Linked DNA regions of Ovis canadensis: region 1 is linked to region 2. A link is a contact called in public Hi-C data. All regions are on one chromosome and are shown on one strand. Each heading gives the region's core, a stretch centred on a gene start, on an enhancer-like site or on the middle of the called end of the contact. The rest is flanking DNA. Distances are from core to core; before and after follow the strand shown.

Region 1 (2,700 bases), core at 185-2,684, 120 kb after region 2:
CCAAGGCCCTTTAAATCCCTCTCCTCTCGCAAGAGAAAGCAGAGCTCGGCCCGCGGGTCCGACCCCCGGCCCGGCCGCCACTCACCGGCCAGGCGAAACTGAAAGGCAGCACGATGCGGTTGCGTCCGTTGCCGCGACTGGCTTTGAGGTCGAAGGTGTTGCCCCCGATGACAGGCGTGGACCCCGAGCCGAAGCTGCATGGCCCCCCGGCCGTGACGCGCGACTGGTACTCCTTGAGGCACACTTTGAAGTACGTGTCACACTCGTCGCGGGAGCACTTGCGGTCCCCCGGGTTCCGGGAGCCGCCGCAGCAGTTCCCGTTCTGAAGCTCCCCGTTCACGTTCTCCATAGATAGGATCTCCAGCTCGAACTGCCCGGAGGCCCCGCACACCTGCCGGCGAGGGAGGGAGAGAGGTCAGCGCAGGGGAAAGTTGTTTTCTTCGAGGGTGGAAGCGGCTACTCCCTCCCCGCCCTCCCCGACGAGCCCTTGGCGCCAAGTGAAACTCATTTTGCAAAACTGGGTGCAAGGACTCAACGCGATTCCCGGGCTTAAGAGGCTCGAGTGTGGGAACAATCCGACACGACGGTCCCCTGGGAACAGGAGCAGCGCGAACGCGCGTTCTACCTAGCCTGGAGGGTACATTAGGGAGCCCGGGGGTCCCCCTGGTCCAGGGGCAGCCTACCGGGCGTAGGGGCCCAGGCGGGAGCCGGAGCCCCGGGCTCCGAAGCCCGCTCCAGACGCTCAACCGCAGGCGTCCAGGACAGCCGCGAGGGGAAGGAGAGGGCGGGCCGGGGAGGGAGGCCCGGCGGGCTCCTACCTTGGCTCGCAGGGCGCAGAGCAGGGCGAGCAGGAGGCTCAGGGGGCGCCCGGGCCGGCCGCGCGTCCGTGGGGACCGCATCGCTGCGCTGCGCGCCGCGGGCACTCGGGACGCCGCCGCCGCTGCTGCTCGCGCTGGTGCTGCCGCCGGTGCTGCCGTCGCCGCTGCCCCTGCGGCCGCCGCGTCCCGGCTCTAATATACTCCGCCGATTGGAGCATGCACGACTGGAAAACAACACCACTTTTCAAAAGCCCTTTCAAGAGCGGCCCGTTCCAGAAGGCAAAGAGCCCGGCCTCCTTTTATTATTCTGACGGCTTCTTTGAGGCGCTCCCCCTCCTCTTCCACCTCCTGGCTTTCTTTCCTTCTCTCGAGCTCCTCTTCTTTTATTATTATGATTATGCGCAGCCTTTTATTCCCTTTCGGATCAGCTGCTTGAAGAGGAGGGAGGGAGGGGAGGAAGAAAAAAAAAAAGCCAGAGCCCAGCTCGCGGACCAGCCGCAGGTAGCACAATGACGCGTGCCCGCCCGCCCGCCCGGCTCTCGGAGAGGGACTCAGGGAGCCGGTCTGGGAGCCGCGGCCCGGGCTAGCCACCTCTACCCAGCGCGCGGGGCCGGCGCATGCGCCCGTTCATATTCATGAGGGGCGTGCCCACCAGCGCCACGCCCCCGGCGCTGGGGGGAACGGGGAAGGGCCCGGGGGCTCCGCGACGCGCGGGGCGGCGCGGGTGCTTGGTGCCGGTGGAGACCCCCCCCAACCTGCGGGCGTTCGGGCCTGGCGGGAGCGGGCGGAGCGCTAGGGGACGTGAAGGCTCTGTTGTTCGGGGGCGCGCGGGCCCCGCGCAGACCGCCCCCTCGGGCGCTCTGGGCAGTGAGCCGCGGGCTGCACGTCGGGGTGTAGGCGCCGCGGCGCTGCGGAGCGGTCGGAGCGGGGCGGCTTCCGCCTTCCGAGCCGCCTGCGTCAGCTGCGGCTTCGCCCCAGGCGCCGGGCCCGCTCCCCGAGAGCGAGCGAGCGCGTCGCCCGGAGCGCGCGGCTGGCGGCGGCGGGGCTGGCGCGCGGGCCGCCGGCTGCTCGCCCCGCGGAGGCGACCTGGGCCGGCGCTGCTGGGAACTTGGGAAAACTTTCCCGGAGCCGGGCTGGCCGCAGAGGCGAGGGGAAGCCTCGGCCGCGCCCCGCTGCCGCCCAAATCCGAGTCTGCGGAGCCCGGGAGGGCCCCCGGCTTCCTTCTCCAACCTCGCCGAGGCGGAGGCGGGGAGGTCGGCGGGGTAGGGGGGCGAGGACCCCGCGCAGGCTCGGCGAGCGGCCGGCGGCGAGGCCGGAGCCCTGGGGCTCGCGCCTACCCGCCCCGCCGCCCGGGACGCAGTGCCGGGATTGCACCTGTAGGCGGCCTCGGAGCCGCTCTGGGTGGCCCGAGCCCAGCCTGGGAGACACTGTCTCCCCGCCGTCGCCCAGCAGCACAACTGGGCTTCTCTGGGGTATCAGTGGAAACAGCGATACTCGAGGTCACAACCAAGGTCAAAGGAAACCTGCCCAACGCCTCTACCAGCCCCTTTCTGGGGGGACCTGCTGCTGTGTTGGAGGGGATCTCTTTAGGGAAAAGATCGATTTCCCCTGAAAGGTGCACCAAGTTTTGACCCCTATGTGGGGTACGTTCTACGGGAAAGCGTGACTATTTAGGAGTCAGATCGTGGCTCAAACCCTCAGAAGCTGTTGGCCACGATGGGCTGCAAGGGTCAAGGGAAAATATTTTCCAAGCTCCTGTGTTAAAAGAGAATAAAAGGATAGTTAATTGTGGTTATTTGTGGGTGGGTCGATACGGACAGTATTTTCACTACTTGCTCTCATCAGGCTAGAAAATAAAACAAGGCAGCTAACTGACCTCTTT
Region 2 (2,700 bases), core at 113-2,612:
ACCTTTATATTCAGCTCTTTTTAGAAAGATACTACATAGTATCAGATCAGGTTGTTGAAACATCACTTTTTTTTTAATGTTTTATTTTGTATTGGGGTATACTCAATTAAGAATGTTGTGATAATTTCAGGTGAGCAGCAAAGAGACTCAGCCAGACATATACATATCTTCATTCTCCCCCAAACGCCTCTCCATCCAGGCTGCCACATAACATTGAGCAAAGTTCTGTGTGCTATACAGTGGGTCCTTGTTAGTTAGCCATTCTAAATATCACAGTGTGCACATGTCTGTCCCAAACTCCCTGACTATCCCTCACCCCCATCCCCTGGTACCCTTAAGATCCTTCTCTAAGACTGTGCGTCTCTGTTTTGTGAGCTTATTTGCATCATTTCTTTTTAGATTCCGCATATAAAGGATCTCATGATAGTCCTCCTTCCCTGTCTGACTCACTTCACTCGGCATGGCACTCTCCAGGTCCATCCATGTTGCTGCAGATGGCATTATCTCATTCTTTTTAATGGCTGTGTAATATTCCAGTGTATAAAACCATCGCTTTTTTTTTTTTTTTTTTTTGGAAAATCATCCTTGCTGATGACAAAGGGATAGCAGAGAACTTAGCTTGATGGAGCAGTCGGGCGGAACGCTCACAGGAGACCGGGTAGAATGTGTGAGGCACGTCTGCCCTCTTTGGAGGGGCTCTTGTTCTGGGGTCTCTGGAGCCCCGGCAGCCCATGAGAGGATTCAGAGGGCACTGAGCTTCCATGGGAGAAAAGTTACATCCTTATTTTGACTGAGTTCTAATAAATTTTGTTTTTATTATGAATGAAGTTTTCAGAAGACGGTAGTATTAGTGGTATCTGTTACCATTAGGAATCACAGCTCTTCCCATATTATATTATAATTGTGGCAGATATCTGAAAATATCATGTGTTCGTCACTGCTTTGGATTTATAGATTGTTACTGTTCAGTCGCTAGGTTGTGTCCGACTCTTTGCGACCCCATGGACTGCAGCACGCCAGGCCTCCCCGTCCTTCACCAACTCCCAGAGTTTACTCAGACCTAAGTCCATTGAGTCGGTGATGCCATCCAACCGTCTCATCCTCTGTCGTCCCCTTCTCCTCCTGCCCCCAATCTTTCCCAGCATCAGGGTGTTTTTCCCATGAGTCGGCTCTGTGTCAGGTGACCAAAGTATAGTAATAGCCAGTGCTTTATTGAGCAAGTATATCCATTGCTGTATCACAAATTTTCAAAACGTGAATAACTGTACTTCAGTGTAATTGGTTTTCTGTTTAGTTATGTGCACTGTGTCTCCAAGCATTAAAAACATTCTTCTGGGCAGGTTTCATCAGCTTTGCCGCGACCCAGGAGGTCTACGTCGCGTGAAGGTTAATAGCCCCCAGCTGAGATCCTGCGGTTGTGGCATGCTACCTCCACCGGGTGGCAGCATATTCCTTAAAGGTTAGATTGATAACAGAGAAGAAACATTTAAAAGAACATATTTGGATATGGTTTTCAAACCTTTTTGACCACAGCCCACAGTAAAAATTAGGCTTTATATCATAACTCAGTACACTCATACTTAAGTTTCACAAAACAAGACTTAACTTTACCATGTGACACACTGATAGCTTTTATCCCATTTCTGTTTCCTTAAAATGCTGATTGCAAGCCATTAAACTGTAATTCTGTGGGTAACACTGTGCTGTTTGACATTGCGGGAGACCATCTTTTATCTTACTTCACGATTTATGACCCAGACCAAAGTTCACTTATTCCCACACATTTTCAGGGACATAATATTTGCATTTAAAGTAACTGTCAACAAACTTGAATGTATCTTTACACAGTATTTTTAAAATGGTGTATTATTGATGTGTGCAGTGAAATGAACTGATTTTACTTGTGTCACAAGACAGAACAATCCCATCCCCACCACACCAGTCAGTCTCTGCCCAGGCAGTCACTGTGCTGATTATTTTGACCATGGATTTAAACTTGTTTTCCTAGGACTTCATATAAATGGAGCCATACAGTTCTCATTTTAGCCTCACTTTGCTCAGCGCTGTGTTACTGAGATCATTCCATGTTGAGCCGGTCAGTGCTTTGAAATATATCACAATTTGTATTAATATATTCTCCTGGTGAGAGACTTCTGGGTTGTCTTCCATTTCGACTCTCGAAATTAAAACTTTCATGCACATTTGTATACATGCCTCCGTGTGCACATTTTCATGTCTTGCAGATGAATACCTGACGTAAAATTGCTGGCTCAGATGGTAAATAAATTTGTTTAACTATAGGGAGCAGACAAACATTTGCCAAGGTGGTTGATCCATTTTCCGTTTCCACTAGCAAGCAGTGTGTGAGTGTGGGTCGCTCCCATCCTAACCTACGTGTGACACGCGCCAGTCTTTATCCCTGCTGGCACTGTGTTAGGAATGTAGTTGTGCCACTTGGTAGTGAGTGTTAATTTGCATTTACTTGATGAATGATAATGTTGGACACTTTTCCATGTGCTTATTCACCAGTTGTTTATCTTTGTCATGAAGTATCTGTTCAAACTTGAGTTGTTTTTTTAACATCAATTTGTAGGAGTAGTTTTTACATATTTTGGGCACCAGTCCTTTATCTCATTCATATGCATTTATGAATATTTTCTCCCAGTCTGTGACATACATATCTATTTTATTAATGATGTC

Evidence for each region. A called contact is a pair of places that touch in the nucleus more often than the background predicts.
Region 1: a Hi-C map of fibroblasts shows a contact between it and region 2, with 3 times the contacts expected there. The contact joins the promoter of JAG1 here to the enhancer-like site in region 2. A contact is called at or near these places in 2 of 2 Hi-C or Micro-C datasets (fibroblasts and lung).

Annotation. Positions count from the first base shown.
Region 1 is chr13:19,132,124-19,134,823 of ARS-UI_OviCan_v2, forward strand. JAG1 (jagged canonical Notch ligand 1) reads right to left here and starts at 1,435. Exons shown (of 26, transcript XM_069547091.1): 1 at 819-1,435; 2 at 86-391. The coding sequence starts at 899.
Region 2 is chr13:19,012,234-19,014,933 of ARS-UI_OviCan_v2, forward strand. All of the region lies in intron 2 of SLX4IP (SLX4 interacting protein), which reads left to right. Among named protein-coding and RNA genes, the nearest start is that of JAG1, 120 kb to the right of the region's middle. Within about 2 kb of position 1,363, the one cell type or tissue checked has open chromatin away from gene starts, as enhancers often do. A contact at or near this core is called in fibroblasts, where this site is marked.